Regions from separate parts of the Rattus norvegicus genome. Here region 2 is linked to region 1. Evidence: chromatin contacts called from public Hi-C data. All regions are on one chromosome and are shown on one strand. Each heading gives the region's core, a stretch centred on a gene start, on an enhancer-like site or on the middle of the called end of the contact. The rest is flanking DNA. Distances are from core to core; before and after follow the strand shown. Region 1 holds the start of Rasgef1a (RasGEF domain family, member 1A). Region 2 overlaps Rasgef1a (RasGEF domain family, member 1A).

Region 1 (6,233 bases), core at 466-2,965:
TCAGAAAAACAAAACAAAACAAAACAGCAAACTCCTGGATGGTTTTTGGACCAGGACACTGGCACCCCTGTCTGAGAACATCTGCTTGGGCTCCCAAAGCCCAGGGGACACGAGCAAGAGAACACAGCTTCCACACCTTATCATGCAATCTGTTACTCTCTTCTCAGAAGCAGAGGCTATGGGCCCAGGAAAACACACACATACACACACACACACACACACACACACACACACACACACACACACACACTTCAAGCTGATGACCACCCAAAGGGTTGCTGGACCATTACAGTCCAAAGCCATAGAAGAAAAAAAGAAAAAAGAAATGCTGGCCAGGCAGGGAACTCACTTTTCTGTCCCCAGACCACACAACTTGGAGTCCCTGATGTCCTCCTACCCTGGAGCTCCTTCCTGGGCTAAGGTACTATGGCCCTAAAGTGGTACATGAAGGCCAGCATGGAAATCCCCAGGAGTGTTAAGAACCATGGTATGATTCTGTTGAAGCCAGGTCTCGGAGGGGCCTGCAGCCCGCCCATGGCTCACAAGTCTCCCAACTCTCCACCAGGATAAGGGGTGCTGTTTTGCTCTGGAGAGCCCAAGCCCCAGCAGAGAAGGTTCTTGCCCACAGAGGCTGAAGTGGACAAGACCAAATCAAGAAGAAAATGGGAGAGCCCTGGGAAATGAAGGCCCCTGAGTGCCGATCTAAACCCAGAGCAGGAGGCCATCTGAGTCTTTCCCTTGTCCTACAGTGGGATACAGCTAATAAAAGCAGGTGATGTGAACATAAATGGAGGTTCGATGTCCTGAATAGGAAAAGAGGGAACCTGATCACCTCAAGTCTCAACCCCCAGGCAGCTTCTGAGAGGCGGGTTCCGTCAATATCCACTAGCTGCATCTCTCAGAGGTAGCTAGAGATGGAGAGATCAGGGACCCATCAGCACAGTCCCTCCCCAGTCAGCAGGCCGCAGGATGGACGGGGACACACACACACACACACACACACACACACACACACACACACACACACACACACACACAGGCTTATTCTGACTACAGCTAGCCAGCTGTACCTGTCAAAAGTGTGCACTCCCAAACGGTCCTTCAAATGACCCCGGCCCACGGGACAGAGGAGGGACGCACCTCACCATGCCCCCTGGCTCTCTACCTTCAAATGCAGTGCTTATGTCCCAATTCCTTGCCAAAGAGCAAAGGCGTGAGATACCACCCTAGACCCAGAACGCACAAGAGCAAATGGAAACTTCCAACTGCGCAGCCCTGAGCTCCTCGGATCCCCGGCCCCCTCCCCCACGCCAGGCCCTGGGCAGTGGACTTGCCAGTGGTGCCCACGCCTGCCACCCGGTGCGCTCCCACCATGCTCGTCCCGGCCGCCCCGTGCGCCGCAGGTGCAGGAGGCGCAGGGGTCCCGCCGTCCAGCCCGGGGCGGAGTTCCAGGAACTCCACGCGGGGCTCCACGTCGCCCTACCCGGCGCCCATCCCCGGACCCACGCCCGCCCGCGCTGACGACCCGAGGGGACGGCCCGCCGGAGGAGCCGAGGGGCGCGCGGGGCTGCCGCTGCCTACCTCGGTCCGCGCCAGCGTCGCTCCCGCGCCGCCCTCGCGCCGCAGCCCGGCCCCGAGCAGCGCGCGGCCGGCGCCGGCGGCTCATGCTCGGCGCCCCGGCCCGCGGCTCCCGCCCACCCGCGGCCGCCCCCGCGCTGCGCCAGCTGCGGGCAGAGCAGTTCCCTCCGCAGCCGGCGCCCGGGAGCACGAGCGCGGGGAGCGAGCGGGAGGGCGCGGGGCGAGCAGAGGAGGGTGCGGGGCGAAGGTGCCGCGGGAGAGGGCGGGCCAGGCTTTCTCTGAAAATGGATATGGCAGCCAACAGCCCCAAAGATGATGTGGCTGCCTCATTAAAACCCATTTGGCGACTCTAGGAGAGCTGCGAACATGTTTATCAGTGGTACCTGGCAAGGGAAAGTGCTCCCTTCTTCCAGTCACCCTGCGGGATTGGTAGGCTTTGGGTTCCCTCTGGGCAGATGAAAAAAACTGATGCTAGGAAGGTGAAATGAACCTGCGTGATCTCAGAGCCGGTGAGTGACAGGTCAAGGCTCCAAAGTCACCTTCAGAGATTCTATGGCTCCCATTTGTCCAGAACCACGAGAAAGATCTGAGCATTCTGGCTTCTAGTGGAACCTTCTGAGAAGATGGCCTTAAGATCCAGAATGTCCAGGGCAGGCAGCCAGATCCAAACAAGCAGAAGAACACAGCAAGCCCACAGGTTGCAGGGTCTGTACGGAAGATCGCGAGGGGCCCCACACATCTTGAAGAGACCGAAGACCCCTTTCACTCATTCAGCGAGTTTCTGGAACAGCTACTATATGCTAGATGTTATCATTGATCTGGTCACAGAATACAAATGTGACGGCCCCTGCCTCACTGAAGTTGACATTGTCATAGCAAGTAGACTAGACGGGGGGGGGGGGTTGGGGTTGGGGGGTGTCTGAGAACCATTCAAGCATTGGGTACCACTGATCCCCGGAAGAAAGAATAGCAACAAAATCCAGATAGGAAATGTGGTTGCAGTCAAGTTGGAGGATCTATTTGGGGTGGTCCAGGGAGTCTTTCGATGAAAGGGCGTTTGAACAAAGACCTGTCGGAGTCAAGCCATGCTGACTCAGAAGAGCGCAGGCCCAGGGAAGACCAAATGCAAAAGTCCTGGGGTCCAGGATCCAAGGAGGCCAGAGTGGGTGTGGTGGAGAAGAGAGCCCAGGATGTGCCAAGTGACCGAGCAGCTGACCTGGTCGCCACTAACCCATTGTGTTTTTAACACAGAACCGAGGAGCAGGAGGGTTTTACACAATAATGCCATGACCTCAGTTTTTTAAAAAAGTATTTTACGGAAAATGTGAGACATTACCATAATGGAGATCAAGACTGAAGAGATAGCTCAGTGGTGGTGAGTAAGCCTCATAGGAGTTAGCTCTCTGATGGTGGTGGTCATGGTGATGGTGAGGAGGAGGGACAAGAAGAGGAGGAGAAGGTGGGGGAGGAGGAGAAGATGAGGAGAAGGTGGGGGAGGAGGAGAATTCGAAGTATAACATGCCAAACGGCCCACCTTCACTATGGCTAATTTTAATTTATATCTCTTCCCATCATTCCCACTATTTGTTTGTTCATTTGCTGTGAACTTTAAAACATTTGGAAGTATAACATATAAACAAAAGCAAATGTGTGTCCAATAGATGCTTTAAAAGAATACAGCAATTCAGTGACTACGTTAATAGGCATTTGCCCCTGAATTTGCATTCTGAAAAGATTTCTCCCCTTTGCTTCTTTCTCGTTTTGTTTTTTGTCCCCTCTCCCCCATCTTTAATGCACATTCAGCTTGTGTTTTTTTATTATTATTTAAAATTTTCTTGCAATATATTTTTATCATGGTTCCCTTCCCACAACCCTTTGCAGATTCTCCCCCACCTCCCTATCCTACCTACTTCGTGTACATTCTCTTTCTAAAAGGGGGGGGGAAGCAAGCAAATAAAATAACAAGACAAAAAGCCCCCCCCAAAAAAAGGGAGCCAGCTGCTCCGGAGCATGAGGCCTGCCCTGGAGTGTGGGTGATCCAGCACTCCACGGAAGAAAGCTGATTTTCTGTTCCTAGTAGGTGTCCATTGCAAACACAATCTTGGCTAGGGGTAGGACTGTACATCCTTTCGCCCTTCTCATTGGTGGGCACTGGTGTCCATCCTGTGGTTGCTGCTCCATTCTGAAGACTGTTTCCTTGGAGTCCTCCACCACTTCCGGCTCTTAGAATCCTTCTGCCTCCCCTTCCGCGTAGATCCCTGATCCGTGGCAGATGGGATGCTTTGAAGACATCCCATTTAGGACGGAGTGATCCCAAAGCCTCCCTCTCTCTACACACTGTCTAGCTGTGGGTTTCCCTGTTAATTGTGGGGAGCACTTCAATGACAGATCACCAGGGTGTGTGTGTGTGTGTGTGTGTGTGTGTGTGTGTGTGTGTGTGAGTGCGTGCGCGCGCGCGCGCGCGCGCACGCATGTGTGTTAAACCCAGAGCCTCTCACACACCGTAAACAAGCATTGTATCACTGAGTTGCATCACCAATCTGCCGATCTCTTTCTAAGATAAGGGATCTTGCTATGCTGCTGTGGATGATCCAGAACTCCGAGGTCAAGCAGACCATCCCCTAATTCTCAGAGTAGTTGGTATTATGGTCACAGGCTCTATGCAGCCCAGGGTGAGGGGGGACTTTCATCCCAACTGCCTCAGCGCCCAGGTGCTGAGATTAACAGGCATGCTCCACCGTGCCTGGCTTGTTCTTATGTTATTTACAGCTTAGGATGTATTCTATTTTTAGGAAATGCCCTGCATGCCCTTGCAAAGCATGACTAATCCACACATACACCAACTGGGTGGGGCTGGCTAAAGAAGTCTAAACTTTCTAAATTGTTAACTGGATCAGATCTTGTATTCTATCGGTTCCTGAAAAGGGCTTTCTAAAAATTTCTACTGTGGCCGCGGACCAGAAACAACCCCCAAATTCTACAGCAGATAGATGGATTAAAGACAGGCAGTGCAGCTGACAACAGAATGCATCCCAACAGTGAAAGAGAAGAGAGCTCGTATTGAACACAACTTGACTGGTTCTTGGCTGCGTTACTCAGGAGACGCCAAGCTCAGATTCATCTGCCCAACTCTTCTTACGTGGTGTCCTAGAAAAGAGAAGACAGTAGCGATGAAGACTGGTCGTTGGTTTCCCGGCTTGGTGGCAAGGAAAAGCTTGACTAGCGTGCCAGAAACCTTTAGGTGACAAACTGTAGCTGCCTCCTTGTTTCAGTGCTGATCACATGATCCCATACACCAAAACAAAATAAAACACATTTTGATTTGTGTAAATTTATTTTTAAAAAAACTATTTTTAATGATTATAAAATAATTGAAATCCTTTCCAATGCAAACATCTGGCCATATCTTTTTTCAGATACTGTCTATAGGTTTTAAATATATTTTTTAAAGGTTTATTTCTATTGTACGTGTCTGATGAGTGTTTCTCTGAACGTATGGCTGTGAACCATGTGGACACAATACCCAGCAAGTTCAGAAGAGAGTATCAGATCCTCTGGGGCTGGGGTTACAGAACCCTGTGGGAGTGATTCGACTATTTGGGGTGCTTCTCTCGAATACTGATGGGTTCTCAGGAAAGGGTTGTTGATAAACTACGGAACTTTTCCCAGTCTCTGATGTCATGCCTTTCTATCTGATTTCTCTTGCTCACTGATGTTTTCTCCACGTGAATGGTTTGCACGGCCAATGAGTAGATCATGTATCATACAGACCAGATCAATCAGTCCAGTCTCCAGAGTATGAGCTAAATAACCCTCTGTTCTGTATGCACTGCCTAGCTTCAAGTATTTTGTAATAGAATGCTAAAAAAACAAAACAAAAACCTATTATCATAAACAGATTAAGGATGAAGACCGCTTAGGCCAGGATAGTTATGACTATAGAAACAGAAAGTGTTGGGTTAGAGAGATGGCTCAGTGGTTAAGAGCACTGACTGCTCTTCCAGAGGTCCTGAGTTCAATTCCCAGCAACCACATACATGGTGGCTCACAACCATCCGTAGTGGGATCTGATGCCCTCTTCTGGTGTATCTGAAGAGAGTGACAGTGTCCTCACATATATAAAATAAATAAATCTTTTTTTAAAAGGGGGGGGGAGAAAATGTTCACAACTGGGTTTGTGCTGCAAACAAAACCACAAGTATTTGGGTCACAGAAAAGAAGGACCCAAGGGTAGCTACGTAGAGTGTCTATGTGGTTTCATTTTATATCAAATTTAAATTGCATATTAATCTTTTTGATCAAACAGAGCATACAAGCCCAGGTCCATGGTAAAATTCTGAAACCAAAGACCATATGCAGGGGGTTGGATTGGTCAGACACGTTCCCCAGTGTCCTCCCCAGTGTCCTTCCGTGGTGGAGCTGCCTGATGATACTTTCCTGAAGATGTGTCTTGTCCATGGCTGAGATCCAGGTTGAGGGACTGGGGAGTAGTTCTGATCTCCCTCACATGAGTTCGAGTGGGGTGATTTTGAGTGGATGGAGAGTGTAGGCTGTGGAGATGAGAAATAGTCTCTAAGAAGCCTCCTTGGCATAACTACACCCATTTTGGCCATATCTGTCATTGTGCCAGGTAACACCACATACATCACAAACGC
Region 2 (5,724 bases), core at 816-3,315, 59 kb before region 1:
GCCTTCCAGGCTAAGCGGAGACATCTCTCGAGCTCCTCCCTTGAGCTCCTGTTGTGATCCCATCCTCTGGATCCACACACAGCCGGTAGGCAAGGTCCAGCCACAAGCATAGCCTAGGCCTGAGCTGGCCAGAAAGCAACTACATCATTCTGTTGAGATGAAGCACCTCTCCCCGTAACACATGACAGCAAAGTGAAGCTTCAAGGCTCGAGGCTTGGGATGCACCTGGCTGCTTTGACAAGGGCAGGACAGAGACTGGGAGCTGGTACTGGCCTTTCCCCGGCCAGGCCTCTGGGCCCCCTGTTAACACCTTGTAAGGCAGCCAGTTGGCCCATGGCACAGAGGGAAAGACAGAGGCTGCCTCTGACTCCTGGCAGATGGATTCCTTTGGCCTGCTATTCAGTCCTATCTCAGGCATGGAGGCTCAGAGCGGCTGTGGCCCAGGGTGACCACTTGCCTCCTGTCTTTTTATTAGGGGTGTAGAAATAGCAAGCTTCCTTCTGCTCAGAGGCCACTCTAGTTGTCACCCTCCTGTGCTTTCTACAGCAAGCAAGTTCTTGGGAGTACTGGCCCCTAATCCAGTGGCTGAGCTATGGGAACACCAAGCCCAGTGGCCATGAGATAGCTGGAGGTCAATGGGTCACACATTAACTCCCACATAAGGTTAACCTCAAGAAGCCATAGTTACAATGCCATAAAGGAAGGCCACATTTGGGGCTGGTAAGATGGCTCCTACGTAAAGGCACTTGTACCAAGACCAAAGGTCTACCTGAGTTTGAGCACCAGAACCCACATGGTGGAAATAGAGGACCCTTGCTGTTATCTGTGATCCATGCTGTGGCACGTGTCACACATACACACACACACAGACACTCACACATTCACACACACATGCACACATACACCACATACACACACACCACATAGACACACACAAACACCACACCACACACACACAAACACAAACACCACACCACGCACACGCACACCACATACACACACAACCCACACATACCACACACACACACATATGCACACACACATACACACACATGTACGCACACACACAAACACAACACCACATACACACACACCACATACACACACACACACACACACACACACACACACACACACACACACACACGTATCTTCTCTTAAAGAAGGATCGAGTTTGCCTTGCTCTTAGAATGGGCCAGGGCCTGGCATAGGGTAGCGGGCTGGGATCCCACAAGGAGGCGGCTGCCATGGGAACCAGAGAGCCAGCCACAGCACCTCCTCTGGTACTTCTCCACAAAGGCAGGGCCTGAGCACAACACGGATAATTGAAGCTTTGTTGCAGGCGCATGGCTCGTGTTTTCCTTCTGAAATCCTCTCTATTACCATATTTACTATGAATTAACGGAGGAATGCTGCCATCTCCACACTCCTAGCTACAGATCCTGCTACGTCTGAGCATTCCCCATCCTCTTCCCTCCCTCACTGCTCCTTCTTGTCCAGCAGCTTCTTCTGGTGGCTGCTCGGGGGACAGTATGTCATTGTCCACCAATAACTACCCCATTCTCAAAGTCCGAGAGCCGTGGGCTGGGAGCAGGTAGGATTTCAGAGAATCCCTGGCCTTTCCCAGCAGCGGGGTAGCTGCAAGCTTGCCTCCCACCAACCCGGGGCTTGGAAAGTTGCAGCTCTTGGCCTATGCTGTCATCTCCTCTGATGCTGACTCTGTAGGAATTAACCGCCTCCCTTGCGTGCAGTTTGGCTTCTGGATCTCGTATTTCTGGAGCCCAGCTGGCCACAGACATGGACAACAGGCAAATAGGGAATCTTAGCAAACGGCCATCCTCTTCCTAGGAGTTTTCCAGGGAGCTATGGAGGAGGGAGGAGAAGTGCCGTGGGAAGCCACCCTCGTGGGGTCCTCTTTCCCAAACAGTGTCCCCGAAGAACACTGGAATAGGAGGCTCTGTTGCCAGTCAGAGCCTAGTGCTGCAGCCAGGACTCTTGCCCGGATCCAACAGGAAGAGACCTGAGCACACTACTGACAGCTTGGCCCCAGCCATAGCCCTGCGCAAGGCTCATGGCATGACAGAGGCAACAAGCTGGTGGGGTCAGAGGCGAGGGCCCTAAGGAGGGTAGACCAGAAGGATGGATGGGAGGGAGGAGGAAGGCAGGCACTTCTCAGAGCTGTCAGCCACCCTCCATGGCTGCCTGTGGATGCTGAATTTAGACAAGGAACGGGGGTCCTTTTAATTTAAATGACACTTAATTAGACCGAGCAAAGATTTTTTTTCTTCTTTGTGTTTAAAAACAAATCATTCCACTTGCTTGGATTTTCATCTTGGCAGATGTCCAGAGACACATCCCTGAGACCCATATGGCTTGAAACAGGGAGCCTTCTGTGAGTCAGTGAGTGGGAAGGGTGGTGGAGGGGTGCCCACCTCTCTGCTGGGCCCTTGTCCAGTGGCTGCAGACTCGGAGGCAGGACAGGACACACGGCCAAGTCTCCCCATGCTGCATACAGGGCAGCATTCCTGTGTGCCCAGGCCCTGGAGGTTCATCCAGGGCCAGTGACATGGCCACCCCTGTCCTTCCCTAGGGCAACTCACGTTCCTACATCTTGTCTTCCAGGAAAAACTACAAATGTCCAAGGGACTGAAGCCATCATCCCAGGACTTACAGCCGATAGGTGATTCTCAGGGTGTTTAAGACCTTTGAGTGGAGACACCATCCTCAGGGATCCCTCACATAGCCAACAGTAGAGGACTCTTGGGAAGGTTGGGGCAGCCTGGGGTGAAAGCTGAAGAGAGTAGCTAGATCTTGAGAGACCAAACCAGGTGGAGGAGGGTAGCCCTCACAAAAGTTCTGAATAAAACAAAATTATGGCAGTGGAAACAGGGGAAGGACTTGCCGGGAGGTAAATAGATTTAGTGGAGGCAGAAGAACTCCTTAAATTCAAGAGCTGCCTCTTAGAAACACAACTAAAAAGTTAACATCTTGCAATGGGGCACAGCGGTTCACATCTTTAATTCCAGCACTTGGGAGACTGAGGCAGGAGGATCAGAAGTTCCAGGTCAGCCTGGGCCACACAGTGAGACTTAAGTCACAAAAACACCAAACAAACCAACTTTCCCGGGACTGGGGTGGAAGCATGGCTCAGTGGTCAGTACAGGCCTAACATGTACAAGGCCCTGGTTTCCACTGAGAGTCAGAGACAGGGAGAGAAAGACCATCCATCTAAGCAACAAAAGGAACGTAAAATGAGGGGGAAGCTTTTTACGAACCTCTACTCTGGAAAGTTTTACATGATCTGGAAGCCCTTTGAACTGGCATCTTCCTCAAAAATACAAATAATCAGAACAGACTAACCGTGTTTAGAACTTGAGTAGACCAGTAAGCACAACGCACATTAAGGAAGTTGGCGGCCACCTGAAGCTTGGGAGGACACAAAAGCAGGCCAAGAGGGCTCCTAAAATGAATTATTTTATGCCTTCGAGAATCAGAGAATTTTGTACCATACTTAAACCACTCAAAGCCAGACAGGTGGTGTATGCCTTTGATCCCACTGCTCTGAAGGCAGATCTCTATGAGTTGAAGGTCAGCCTGGGTTCCATAGTAAACCCAGAACAGCCAGAGCTAAAAGAAGAGATGCTATGCCTACCTCCAAAACAAAAACTAACTAAACAAACAGACAAACAAATTACTTCAGCCATACGCTCCTTCAGAAAAGCTTTCCTGCTCATCCTATGAGGCCAAGAGCTCCAGAGGAGACCAGCATCTGAGGAATGGAAGTGCGAGACACCTATAGCTGGAAAATACACCAGGAAACAGCATCACATCCACGAAGCAAACTCGGTAACCCTTTACAACACAGTAGAGCCTGGCCTAGCCAGATTTATTCCAGGAACATGGGGACAAAGTGCATAAGTCAACACATCGATAGGCTCGGCAGAAACTGTCGATGGCTCAGCTGGGTACAGGAAAGCCGTGATGAAACTGTAAATCCATTCCCTGTGAGCAACTCGGCAATGAGTGTGGGACTGGGGTGAGAACGGAGAGCTGCAGGTACCACAGGGCTGATGGCAGACTTCGGGAAATGGGTCAGTACTCCCGACAGTGAGGCAAGCCCAGGATGACGACTGCCACAGGTTGCTTTGCGTCCTGGGCTTCAGCACTCACGGATACAACTGACAGGGGTGCTGTGTCCACTGTCTTCCAGCCCTAGGCACCCAAGGGCCACCACTGCCAGAGGCTAGATTCCTCAGCTGCCTCCGCTCAGGAGCACAGAGAAAAAGATCAAGGGGCTTGAGCAAAGACTTGGGCCAGCAGACAGGGGCAGGCAGCCCAGCTGAGGGGCACCAGGATGGAGTAAACCCATCAGACTTCCGTACAGTAGACTGCACAGCCCCCAGCTGCATTTCACACCACCCTTGCAGACTACAGACTCCGTGGTCTCTGCAGGGGCTAATGATGCCTCCACCCTAGACCGACCCTCAATGCCCATGGACCTATCAGCTGCAAGGCCTCTGCTGTGCCATCGAAACACACCAAATCACCTCCCTCTCATCTTCTATTGTCTCTGTTGCTAGAATCCGAGCTCCCTGATTATGTTCCCTGATTGGCCCTGTCCTGGCCAGCACTATCCTTGACCCTCCCCGTGAAGCATCCAATGATGGCCTGAAGGCCCCAGGCATAGTCATCCCTCCCAAGACCCTAGGGACAATAGCCTGCCATGACAGTCTCAGGTGCTCCCAAAAGCCCAACCTCCCACACAGGTGACATTCCTTAAATGTTCCCATCCACTTAGCTCTCCCTCACTCTTCCCCAGTAGGGTCCTTATACCCACAGAACATCTCTGTGGCCTCCTCTGGCCACCCTGCCAAAGGCACAAACACCTCCCCACACTGGTAGTCAGCTCACTGGACACGAGTGTGCCACACATCCCTAGGGAGACCGGGGCAGGTCATGTAGCCCCCTGGTGGTTAGAATGATGTGTCTCACTGAGCTGGAGCACTGAGATGTCAATACAGGGCCCCTCCCTGTCTATGACCCTGCCAACCTGTTCCTCTACAAGAAGTGGGCAGCACAGCAGAGGTGACCGGGGACGGGTATTAGCAGAGGAAACAGCACCTGTGCCGTGAGCCAATGAAGTTGAGCATTGTTTTGCCTCTGCAGAACACCCAGAAGCATCCTTCCTGATGCACTCCTGTTGTGGGCTACTCCTCCATGTTCATCTTCAGTCCTTAATGTAACATGCCACGTATATCACTGCGGGGGTTCTTAACCTTCCTAATGCTGCGACCCTCTAATATGGTTCCTCCTGCTGTGCTCTGAGTCCCCAACAATAAAACTTATTTTGTTGGTACTTCATAACTATAATTTTGCTACTGTAACGAATTGTAATGTAAATATCTGATATGCAGGCTATCTGAGAGGCAGCCCCTGTGAGAGGGGCTTTAACCCAAGGGTTAAACCGACGGGTTAAGAACCAATGACTTTCTGAAACCCAGATGACTTTCTGAGCTCCACGAGGGTGTGAACTGTGGCCTGGTTAGTTCCCTGCAAACCACAGTGACAGTGCACAGCAGGTGCTTAATAAATGTGTGTTGGGTATCCTGCATCTTCAGCCCATCCGTGTTGGCCCTCCCTCTCCACCCTTCCACATCACTGCTCTGCACTGGCCTGGTCTAGGCAGGTCTGTGTACTGCTCCTGAATCGCACTGCCCACCGTGG

The links. Hi-C and Micro-C count contacts between places; a contact is called where the count stands out from the background.
Region 2: a contact with region 1 is called in a Hi-C map of prefrontal cortex, with 2.6 times the contacts expected there. The contact joins the enhancer-like site here to the promoter of Rasgef1a in region 1. A contact is called at or near these places in 2 of 12 Hi-C or Micro-C datasets (frontal cortex and prefrontal cortex).

Annotation. Positions count from the first base shown.
Region 1 is chr4:152,855,382-152,861,614 of GRCr8, reverse strand. Rasgef1a (RasGEF domain family, member 1A) reads right to left here and starts at 1,715. Exons shown (of 13, transcript XM_006237211.5): 1 at 1,582-1,715. It overlaps LOC134486839 (a long non-coding RNA gene), which reads left to right. Exons shown (of 2, transcript XR_010066262.1): 2 at 1-788.
Region 2 is chr4:152,915,737-152,921,460 of GRCr8, reverse strand. All of the region lies in intron 1 of Rasgef1a (RasGEF domain family, member 1A), which reads right to left. Among named protein-coding and RNA genes, the nearest start is that of Rasgef1a, 59 kb to the right of the region's middle. Within about 2 kb of position 2,065, at least 17 of the 93 cell types and tissues checked have an H3K27ac peak or open chromatin away from gene starts, as enhancers often do.